Linked DNA regions of Mustela erminea: region 2 is linked to region 1. Evidence: chromatin contacts called from public Hi-C data. All regions are on one chromosome and are shown on one strand. Each heading gives the region's core, a stretch centred on a gene start, on an enhancer-like site or on the middle of the called end of the contact. The rest is flanking DNA. Distances are from core to core; before and after follow the strand shown.

Region 1 (5,728 bases), core at 1,142-3,641:
ATGGAAGACACCTATGTCCTCTTTCCCTTGGAATTAGAATGAGAGGGGAAAGGAGGGGATCCTAAATAATCCCCCCCAATTTGCTGTGGAGGAAGACCAGGCCCTTTTCCAGCTGCCTCTCCCGGGCCTCAGGATCCTCTAGCTTCTGATTTTTCCGGAACTCACGGCGGATGTAGGCAAGGTAGAAGTCTCGATCAGTGTAGCGAAGCTCTCGACCCTGGCGCAGCAGGGCCCGGTAGAGACTGAGCACCGCCTCTCGGCTCCATGGGGCCATGGGGGACAGGTAGGGGGTGGGCGTCAAGCTATAAGCAGAAGGGAAAAAATAGAAGCCTAGAATCAGAATTAATTATGGAAGGGGTTACAGACACTATCTTAAAATTCAGGATTTCTTAATCTGGGCCAAGGTCACACTATGACTTAGTGACAGGTCGAGGAGTAAACCCCAGCCTCTCAATCCCCTCTTCTGGGAAAGTACAGGTTATGCTGAAGGGCTAGGCCTTCAATTTTGGCTCTGCCATTTACCAGCCATATGACTTTGGACAAAGTACTTAACCCTTTTGAGCACCAGCTTCCTCAGTTGTAAAATGGAAATGGTACTATGTTAAAGAGTATCTACCTTCCACTCTAGGTTATTTTGAGAACAGCGTGAGATAATGCACGGAAAGCCTCTAAAATAGAACTTCACCACAAGGGGTGGTCCAGAGTGGCTGAAGGCAAGGGATCTCAGCCAAACTTGAATTCTGACACCACCACTCGTGAAAGGATTACCTTGGGCAAGTTTCTTAACCTCTCTGTGCTCACCTCAGTTCTACATTTGCAAAATGAGGATTACGACTGTATTCTGCCCACATGGTTGGTATGAGAATTAAGTGAGTTACATATGTAAATGTGTTTAGAATAGTGCTTGGCATGGGGTGCCTGGGTGGCTCAGTGGGTTAAGCCTCTGCCTTCGGCTCAGGTCATGATCTCAGGGTCCTGGGATCGAGCCCCACGTCGGGCTCTCTGCTCAGCGGAGAGCCTGCTTTCCTCTCTCTCTCTGCCTACTTGTGATCTCTATCTCTCTGTGTCAAATAATAAATAAAAAATCTTTAGAATAGTGCTTGGCACATACTGGATCAGTGTTATTTATTTCTAGTGGGGCCTAGCCTGGTTTGTAAGTACTCAATAAATATTACATTTAGTTACACAAAAACCGCCACCATCTCCTTTCAGTAATGAATCTTCACACAGGTACAGTGTCATTTATAAAATGCCTTGTCATTCATCACCACGTTTAAATTAAGGAACCTATGAGGTGGTCAGGGCTCCCAACAATGACAACGAACACTTACTGATTACTACATACCACCCGAGTTCCAGGCACATCCCACAGAATGTCACACCTTGTTCTATCAACAAACCCAGTGTCATTATCCCCATTTTAAGTGGAGGAAATTGAAGCTCCCAGAGGGAAGTAACTTGCCCACAGGCACACAACTGGAAAGGAGGGTGCACTCCTAACCCCAACTCTGCCTGCGGCTGTAAGGATAGTTACCATTTGCTCGGGCAATACCATGTAAAGCACAGGTGCTCCACAAACTCTCCCAGCACATATAAGGGCCCCCTCCCAAAATACTCTGGATGAAAGAATTAACGTCCCTATGTGGAAAAAATGATCACCTCTATTTCAGATATAAAGAAATAAGACTGAATGAGGAGGTATCTGATCTGAACTTTGAGCCCAAAGTCGGTCAGCCATCAGTGTCTGGCCTCACTAACTTCCTGCGCGAGCCTGAGCAAGCCACCGTCCCCGTCCTTTTTTCCTCAACTGTAGAAGAGCTCCCCTCAGCCCCAAGGGCCCCCCGGAGTGGGAGACATGAATCCAGAAAATCCATAGGAAAAGTGCTTTATGAGGTTCGAGGCGACTGTCACGCGAAGGCTGTTACTACAAGGTCGCTCGGCAATTGGGCGACTGTGCCCTGGCCTGTTCCCAGTTCCTGCCCCTACCCTGGGGGGCCAGGCCGAGGCGGGATGGGGAGACCCTCGGCTAGGGCAGGCCGGCTCGCGAGCCCCGGGAGGCCTCCGGAGGCTGGGGCGGGGCCACGGAGCGGCCTCCCAGGGGAAAACCTGAGCGGTCTGGGGCAAGACACCCGGTGGCCAGGTTGGGGGGCGCCGGCCGAGGTCCCGAGCGGAGGCTCGCCGAGCCCCGGGCCCCTAGCCCCGCTCCTCCCCTCACTCACCCGCGGACTGCGCGCGCTACCACTCCTCGGAATTCGCTTCTCGCCCGGTACCTCTCCCGGGGTCACCCACCAACATGGCCCCTTCACTTCCGGGACACGACCTTGCGCACGGAGTTGAGGGGAGGGACTGAAGAGAGCGTGGGGGCGGGCGGAGGCGGGAGGACTTCCGTTCTTCCCGGCCGAGACCTCTCTCGGGGCGGGGCCTAGAGCCTCACCGGGCCACGCCCCCTCAGGCGGGTTCCGTCCCGCCTCCATGCGTGACGTCACCAAGGACAGGCTCGCGGGGGCCGTTCGGGGCCTGCCCACCTGGAGAACCGCGGTGCGGTGGGCGGGACAGGGCGGGGGTTCCGAAACCCTTCAAGGGCAAAATGTATTTATTGGCACCAGTTTTGTGCCGAGGGCTGTTATTTAATTTATCCATTTGCTTCTCTTCACTAGATTCGAGGGCAGGACCCGTGTCTTACGGAATCCTTACGTCCGCTCCCCACGGCATCTCCATGGTGCCCAGTGCGGCCAGGCAAGGGAGGTTTGGAGTACAGCCCCGGGGCACTCCCAGTTCCAGCTCCACCACTTAAGGACTGCCATTTGCCAAGTTCCCTAACCTCAGCCTGGGACTCAGGAGAATTGAAAAGTATCTAGAGGAGCTGGTGGGTACTTAGGGAGCAGTTTCCTGGCCACTTCCATTGATTTCTGCAACATATCCTTGTCAGGCACTGGGCCTGGCACTGCCACAGGTGTTGCAGGAAGGAAAGATGGAGTCCTGTCTTCAAGCCAGGGCTGACCCCGGAGGTGAGACCAGCTGGGAGGACCGCCGCTGTGAGAGGCTGGGGTGAAGGGAGTGTGGTGGGCCAGCAGGCCGGGGCGGCTGTCTTACATGGACGGGTGACATGTGGAACTTCCCATTTCCCTGTGGTTGTGAACACCATTCAATGCTGCCTTTTTGGCCTTCACAGCCTTTGCTATGGCTTCTGCTTTAGGAGAAGCAGGCGCTTTCTTCACTTTCAAGTCCATCTTCGGGCAGAGTCCCTGAGTGCCATTGCCACAGATTCAGTCTGGCTGGAGGAGGACTAAAGGCATCAAGGGCTAAAGCAGAGAGATTGGTCAGAAAGCTGTGACAGAAGCCCCCCGGGGGGACAGGACAGGGGCTCAAACCAAGGAGGCCGCAGTGGAGGGAAGAGGTGGTCAGATCCCGGAAGTCTTTGGAGGGAGAGCCACTGCTCATGTGGTGCATGAGAGAGAAGGGTCACTGTGGCTTTGGGGTTCCGCGTGAGCAGCTACCCGGCTGCCTCCCTCTGCCAGCTTAGTTAGGAGCATATTCCAAGCATTCCAAATTGCTAGAAGAAGGCTGTTTTCCAGGGACCTCAGGTCTCCACTCAGATGAGGGGAGACTACCTTGTGTTATAGAGAACCCGGCAGCACTGGAGAGGTGGTGAACCCCTCCTTTCTGGGAAAGGAAGGATCCAGTTGTGGGCCTCAAGGAGAGAGGCTTAAGACTTAGGAGCAATGGTGGTGTGGAGTTGAGGCTCTTAGGCTAGGGTCTAGATCCCCCGGAGCCAGCTTGGCATAGGGAGACCAGGATGAAATTCAACAATTCTCTCCCCTCACACTCACAGTGTGGCAGTCCCCGGCACTTATAGTGCCTTTGTGAAACACCTCTTATGTGCCAGACATTGGGAATGAATGCTTTACAAACATTGTATTATATCTAATCCCAGCGGTCCTGCTTGGTAGGCATCTTTATCCCCATTTTATAGATGGAAAACCCAGGACTCAGAGGGGTTTGCTCATTTCTCTGACACTGAGCTAGGCAACTGAGAAGCTCACAGTAGAACTCATGTCTGTCTTACCCCAAAACATGTGTTCCTTCTACCCTTCCGGCTGCCCTACTTTGCTCAATAAAAAAATGAGTTTGTGACCCAAATAATTCTAATTGGTGACATTTCCAGCTGGAAGACCCGGTGACCTTTCATATCCCTTCTGACCCTCCCGCTCTATAGAATATTATTTTTAGGAGGGAAGGGGAGAGGCTCCCCAGGGGCTTGCCTTTCAGGTCAGCTCTCCCTAAACTTTACTTCCAGACTCACAACACTCACTCCTGCTCCCAGCGCTCCCATGACAATGGGGGAGGGCAGTGAGGCAGGCATCTGACACCCCCACGAATCCATGGTGACTTTGTAGGCCCGAGACGCTTGCAAGGAGCACTGATCCAAATGTCAGGGCCCCACCAGGTTGATGGGACAAGGAGCCCTCTGGGATCTCTCGAATACTGCAGCTTTGACATAACCCAGTTGTACATGTGGATGTTGGCTGTGGTGTCTTACGGAGTCATGGATGGAGGGTGAGTGGGAAGCCCTCGTTCACTAGAGCAGTGACTCACACCAGTAGCAGATTTTTCATTATGGAATGAATGAACGAATGAATGAATGAATGTTTTCCAGAAAGACAGGGCCTAGGGGAGAGGGACCATTTTCCTGACTCAGGCCAGTCCATTCCAGTTGAATTTGAACAAGGCAGTGGGGTGGTAGTGGGCATGGGACAAGTGATTTAAGCTTCGTGTGCCTTGGTTTCCTCATCTGTGACCTGGAGATGGAGATAAAAGGACTGTCTCCTTGGGCTGTTGAGGATTAAATGTGAGAAGGTGTGCAAGGGGTCATCGGGAGCCTGACACTGGGTGAGCACACAGTAAGTGGAGGCTTGTATTATGAGGTGTGTGTGTCTGTCTGTCTGTCTCTGTCTTGTGCATGGATAGGGACATGGGAATATTGGCCCACAAACAAATTTTGGAAACACAGGATATCAGTTCCAGGTCAGAAACTCGGGCAAGTCTCAAGCTGTGGCCCTCTGGTCCTGGAAAGCCTCTGTGGTCAAGGGTCTGGGCCCCAGAGGGTGAAAGCAGGACAGGCAGTTCCTGTCCTCAAGAGGGCCAGGGTCAAGAGGGGAGGCTGACAGGTACACAGACAGGTGCTCAGAGAGGAGCCTTCGCAGATGCTGTGGGAACCAGAAGATCCTGTGACCCAGTGCAGAAGCAGGGCTGGGTGGGCACCAACTGGGAAGGGAGGTAAAGGGATGAGACCCAAAGCTGGACAGCGAGGGGCACCTGGGTGGCTCAGTGGGTTAAAGCCTCTGCCTTCGGCTCAGGTCATGATCCCAGGGTCCTGGGATCGAGCCCCACATTGGGAAATCTCTGCTCAGCAGGGAGACTGCTTCCCTTTCTCTCGGCCTGCCTCTCTGCCTATTTGTGATTTCTATCTGACAAATAAATAAATAAAATCTTAAAAAAAAAAAAAAAGCTGGACAGCGAGCATGCTGAGGTTTCCCGGGGAGACCGTAATAGCCAGCAAGGTGTGCTTCTGGCTGTTATGCCGGCACTGTTAGTCTGAGGTTAGTCGTGGGTTTGAATCCCCGCTCTGCTACCTGACAGCTGGGAAACTTTCAGCAAGGTTCTCAACTGCTCTGTGTCTTGGCTTAAATGGGGATTAATGAAGGTACCTAAGCAATCTGACCTTGAA
Region 2 (6,153 bases), core at 1,228-3,727, 160 kb after region 1:
TGTTTTAAAGGTGACAATGAGCCTCTATCAGCTGTCTCTGCTCACACAAAGGCAGTAAGCACAGCTAGGAGGCCGTTGGGGTTGGGGATTAGATGGGTGCTTGGCCCAGATGACCTTTATCCTGGCCAGTCCTGAAACCCAGGATTCTGACCCCTTCCAGCTTCCGGAGAAGCGATCAATGTGCTTTGGATACTCCAAGATTTGGGTTCAGATCCTCTGTCTGCTGCTTACTTGCTCAGTAACCTTGGGTCTGAGCCTGCTTCCTCAAGTGATGCAGAAGCCGTAGGGGAATGAGTGGTGGGTAACTGCACGCGGGCCCCCTGCACCCAGCGGCCTCTCCATAGTTACTTTTCCTTCCTCCTTCTTGGAATGTCTCTCTGGCACCCAGACGTGATGAACAGAGGTAAGCCCTGCTTATCCTTCAAGGCCCAATTTGATATCAAAGGCTTCTCCACGAAGCCTCTCTGATTCCCATGGCAGGGGGTACCCCTCTGCTGGCTCTCACGGCCTCTGCCCGGGGGGTACCTGGCTCCCTTCCCAGTGGGACTGTGTGATCCCCGAGCACTATCGGCTGCGTCTGAGTCATGCTGCCTTCCCTAGGCGCCCAGCAGACTTGGTGAACCTTTGCTAAATGAAGCCATCACAGGCAGAAGTGTCCCAAGCAGGCAAACTGCCCACACCCCCTCACAAAGCCAGTGGGGCTGGCAAAGGGGAGCAGAGCACACAGCTGGCTCGCCTGATGGGGCAGGTGTGTCCCCACCACCACCACCACCGGAGTTCTGTCTCTGCCAAGGGCCAGTCAGGGTTGCTGGGGAGCTGTAGACTGGCACAGATGAATGAATCCAGTACCACAAACCCTTCTGGATGTGCCCGGGGTGCCAGGCCCACTGCCAGGCCCTATGTAGCCAGTGGGGCTTCCCTGCCCTCAGCAAGCTCCCCATCTTAAGAAGAAAGGGGGTTCTTGTGGTGCCAGGAGGAGGTTTTAACATTTTCAGACAAAGGACAGTTAGCTTCCTTTCTCTCTGGGAGGCCAGAGATAAACACCCAAGCTGTCCCACCCATCAGATCCTAATATTGCCCTGAAAACCCTGAACACTTGAGCACCCTGAGGCTGTGGCTGGCCTTAGGTGTAGTCCTTTGGGGTCGCTGATAGTGACCCTGGCCAGTGTCTCCAGTCCTAGCCCCCTGTGGGCCCACAGGAATAGGCCCCAGGCCCACAGAGGCACAACCCTCCAGTGAGGGTGTTTGGGCAATGGCCAGCAAACCCTATGGGGGCCAAAGGCACCCACTTTCGCATTGGCCTTCTTCTCCTGGGGTGCTGCCCACACCATCTGAACCCCCCCCCCACCCCGTGCTCACTGTCTCTGTCCCATCCTCCTCCCCCAGAGCCCCAGGTCTGAGCAGGGACCCCCCCTACTGCTGGGGGATTCTGACCGCACCAGGTTGAGGTCCAAACCCCCTCCCCCAACAAGCATTCAGGTGTACTTGGGGGGCAGTCATGGATTCAGGAAATATCAGAGCCCAAGGTAGCTCCTCCCACCTCTCTACAAATCGGGAAACCGAGGCATGAGAGAAGAGTTGCCTCTCCCCACCTCCGAATGTAACTCCTCGTTTCCCATAAACATTTCTTGGGTGGTTCCCGGCCCAAGGTCACGCCGCGAAGGAGAGGCACTTCCCCGGGGGAAGCCAGGTCCCCGGCTCCCGGCGCATCGCTCCATACCTTCCGGGCTAAGCCATCAAACCTGGTTTCCGGCCCTCTCCTCCTTGAACGTCCACGGCAGACGTGGCGTGCACTCGTGAGTTGATCTACGCCCTGATCCACCCCCCAAAAAAGGCCACCTGAGACCCGGGCTCAATCCCCACCGCCGCTGATCCGCCCGGCGGCAGCGCGCAACCACAGCCGCGAGCTGCATAGCCGCGGCCTGGAGGTCACGGCGATGCGGGGCCGCACGCGAACGGGGACGCCGGGGAGCAAGGGCGCCGGCAGCAGGAGCGGGAGCCCCTCGCCAGCGCTGGGACCCCCGCCCGGGGCCCGGGAAGGAGCGGGGGGGGGGGGTGGCGGCCGCCGGCACCCTGTCCGGAAGGCTCCCCGCCGGTTGCGGCACCTTTGCCCGGGGTCCGGCGGGGTTGGGGTCAGTCCGAGCGCGCCGCCGCTGCCCGCGCCCCCACGACACGCCACCCCCAGCGCGGCCGGGCCACCCCAGCCGTCCTTACCCAAGACACGACGCGCAGAATGGTGTGCGGCTGCCGGACCAGGGTGTGGGGGTCGAAGGCGCCCCCGGCTTTGCCCGCTCCGTACGCACCCCCTTCCATCGTGGCTGCACCCGCGCGGTGCCCCCCGCTCGGTGCGCGCCGCCGGCCCTGCGCGTGCGCGGCGCCCCCGCCCCCCTCCCCGGCTCGCGCGGCTGGTGTGGTCGAGGGCTCCCGCCAGGGGGCGTCGTGCGCGGAGGGCGCCGCGGCGCAGGCGGGCGGCGGGTCGCGCGCGCTCGTTCTCGGGGGCGCGCGTGCTGCGGACCGGGTGGAGGGCGCGCTCGTCGCTGGCGTGGTGACCTCTCTGCGGAGCGGGGCCAGGGCGGGTGCCGCAAATACAGGACGTCCCCACCCCTGGGCGGTCGCTCTCCTGGGCCGTGCCGGCCCCATCACAGCCCGGCGGTGCCTGAGGCTCTGACTGAAACCGTCTGCGTTATTTGTTTTTCTCTCGCTGTCTGTCCCCCAACCTAGTAGGGCAGGGTCCGTGTTTGTTTTCCTAAACAGTAGGTGCCACCGGAAGATTTCTCGAATGAATGAATGGACCACGAATGAATAACCCCTCTCTCCGGAACCTCCGAAGCATCCACCTCCCCAAGGACCTTTCAGTTTCCACCTTGCTTTTAGGTTGACATCACGCCGTGGGCGCCTGTGTCTGCGTATCCCCCCCCCCCCCCCCCCCCGCCTGGAGGGGCCCAAGACATCTGGTACAGAGGAGGAGGCTGAGGAAAAGCAAAAAAAAATTTAATGAATGTGTCCTCCCCCTCCCCACTACCCTTTTCCTTAATTCAGTAATTAATTACATCATTATTTGTTCATTGTTTGCTTCTGTTAGTCTGTGGCGCCAATGGCCAGGCACACAGTAGGTGCACAATAAATACACCCTACTCTCCAGAACCGCATTACAATTTGGGCGAGGCCACCAGGTTTCATGGGAACAGGTAGGCTGGAGGAGTGCTAGTTGCAGTGGGAGAACACCTTCCAGGTCTGGCCCTTGACATGACCTACAGTCATTAGGGCCCTCTCTCCATGGCCCAGGTACCTCCATTGGTTCCAGGATCAGGTTGGACAAGGATATGCTTTGCTGCTGTGTTGTCATTCTGTGACGAAAGGACACAGGTCTGTGCAGAGGAAATGTGTGGTGGGTGTGAGGTCACGTCTTAGAAATATCACCTTGGCAAATGTCCATTGTAGGCTGTTTACCGAAGGTTCATTCTGTGCCCGGCCCTGTGCTAAGTCCTTTGCATATATTATCCCTATTTAATACAACAACCTCATACTAGCTGCTATGATTATATAAAACTTCTAGAAGAAAACACAAGAGAAAATTTTGTGACCTTGGGTTGGGCAAGGAATTCTCAGATATAACGCCAAGACCATGATCCTTAAGAGAAAACAATCCATTAATTGAAGTTCGTCAAAACTCTTCAAAAGTCACTGTTAACAGGAATGAACGAAGGCAAACCACAATGTGGGAGAAAAATCTTTACAAAACATACAACTGATAAAGAATTTGCCTTCGGGGCGCCTGGGTGGCTCAGTGGGTTAAAGCCTCTGCCTTAGGCTCAGGTCATGATCCCAGAGTCCTGGGATCAAGCCCTGCATCAGGCTTTCTTCTAGGGAGGGAGCCTGCTTCCCTTCCTCTCTCTCTGCCTGCCTCTCTGCCTACTTGTGATCTCTGTCAAATAAATAAATAAAATCGTTAAAAAAAAAAAAAAAAACCTTTTGTTTAAAAAAAAAAAAAAAAGAAGAAGAAGAATTTGCCTTCCAGGTTCCCCTGGCTGGCACAGTCGGTTGAGTGTCAGACTCTTCGTTTTGACTCAGGTCATGACCTCAGGGTTCTGAAGTCAAGTTCCGAGTTGAGCTCTGAGCTCAAGGAGGAGTCCGCTGAAGTTTCTCTCTTCCTCTCCCTCTGCCTCGCCCATTGCTTGCGTGCTCTCAATGACCCCCTCTAAAATAAATAAATACATCTTTAAAAAAAAAAGACCCAAATATATAAAGAACTCTACAGTCAATAATAAGAAAATAACCTGGTTTTTAGAAAATGGGTGAAAGACTTGAGCAGATATATCTCACCAAAAAAGATACACAGATGGCACCTAAGCCCGTGAAAAGTTGCTCAACACCACTAGTCCCTAGGGAAATGCAAATGCAAATCAGGATGAGACACTTCCACAGACCTATGAAAATGGTTAAAAATTTTAATTTGATGATATCAAGTGTTCGAGAGGATTTAGAACAACTGGAGCTCTTGCCCCTTGCTGGTGAAATTACAAAACAGTATAGCCACTTAGGAAAACAGGTTAGCAGCTTCGGATAAAGGTAGCTTATACATTTACAATATGACCCTGCAATCTCCCTTCTGGGTATTTGCCCTAGAGAAATTAAAAGTTATTTTCAACAAAACCCTGCACAAGAATGTTTATAGCAGCCTTATTTGTAATAGTTCTAAACTTGGAAATAACCCAAATGTCCCTCAACTGGAGAATGCAGAAACAAATTGTGGGACCCTTTCTGCAATGGGTTACTACTCCGGAATGAAAAGGAACGAACAATGGATATGCTCCATAGCATGTGTTATATTAAGTAAGAGAGGCCAGGCTCAAAAGACTACAGACAGCTTGATTCCTTTTACGGGTCCTTGTGAAAGCAGAGCTATAGGGATGGAAAACAGATACAGTGGTTGCTAGGGACTGAGAGTGTGGCTGGAGGGCACGTTGGAGGATTTCCTAGGGAGGAGCATGGGAAAATTTGGGGGATGAAGGAATCCTTTTCTCTCTTGTTTGTGGTGACAGTTATAAAATTGACAATATATGTTTGTCCATAAAAAGGGCGATTTTTGGGACGCCTGGGTGGCTCAGTTGGTTAAGCGGCTGCCTTCAGCTCAGGTCATGATCCCAGCGTCCTGGGATCAAGTCCCACATCGGGCTCCTTGCTTGGCAGGGAGCCTGCTTCTCCCTCTGCCTCTAGCCTGCCAATCTGTCTGCCTGTGTTTGCGCTCTGTATCTCTCTCTCTCTCTAACAAATAAATAAAAATCTTAAAAAAAAAAAAAAAGGGCGATTTTTGGGGTGCCCGGGTGGCTCAGAGGGTTAAGCCACTGCATTCGGCTCAGGTCATGATCTCAGGGTCCTGGGATCAAGCCCCACATCAGGCTCTCCGCTCGGCGGGGAGCCTGCTTCACCCTCTCTCTCTGCCTGCCTCTCTTCCTACTTGAGATCTTTCTGTCAAATAAATAAATAAAAGCTTTAAAAAAATAGGGTGATTTTCATTGTATATTAATTATACACATTTTTTTAAAAATGGAAAATAAATCTGTGTGAGTGTGATGGGCTGAACAGTAATATTCATTGACATATTCATTCAATAAATCTTTACTTAAAAAAATTTTTTTTAAAGATTTTATTTATTTACTCAACAGACAGAGATCACAAGTAGGCAGAGCAGCAGGCAGAGAGACGGGGGTGGGGGACCCGCTGAGCAGAGAGCCCGATGCGGGCCTCCATCCCAGGACCCTGAGATCATGACCTGAGCCGAAGGCAGAGGCCTTAACCCACTGAGCCATTCAGGCGCCCCTAAACATTTTTTTAAAGATTTTATTTATTTATTAGGAAGAGAGAGAGAGTGCAAGAGAGAGCATGAGCAGGGTGGGGAGGGGATGGGGGTGAGGGAGAAGCAGGGACCCCTCAATAAATCTTTATTTGAAACCCACCTTACCTAAGACTTTGTGCTAGACATGGGGGCCTAAGGGGTAAAGAATTTAGAGAATGTTCTAGCCTTTAGCATTAAGATTTGATCACACCGATGAATTTAAATCTCAAAAAGGGTGTTGTTCAGGAACCTGAGCTGTAGACGGAGACATTCTTGCGTAAAAGTCCTGGTTCCTTCTGACAGTCACTGAATCACTT

What was found. Hi-C and Micro-C count contacts between places; a contact is called where the count stands out from the background.
Region 2: a Hi-C map of spleen shows a contact between it and region 1, with 4 times the contacts expected there. The contact joins the promoter of SYNGR1 here to the promoter of MIEF1 in region 1. A contact is called at or near these places in 2 of 3 Hi-C or Micro-C datasets (fibroblasts and spleen).

The regions. Positions count from the first base shown.
Region 1 is chr6:8,868,071-8,873,798 of mMusErm1.Pri, forward strand. MIEF1 (mitochondrial dynamics protein MID51) reads right to left here and starts at 2,392. Exons shown (of 5, transcript XM_032346230.1): 1 at 2,220-2,392.
Region 2 is chr6:9,023,636-9,029,788 of mMusErm1.Pri, forward strand. SYNGR1 (synaptogyrin-1) reads right to left here and starts at 2,478. Exons shown (of 4, transcript XM_032346232.1): 1 at 2,215-2,478. The coding sequence starts at 2,313.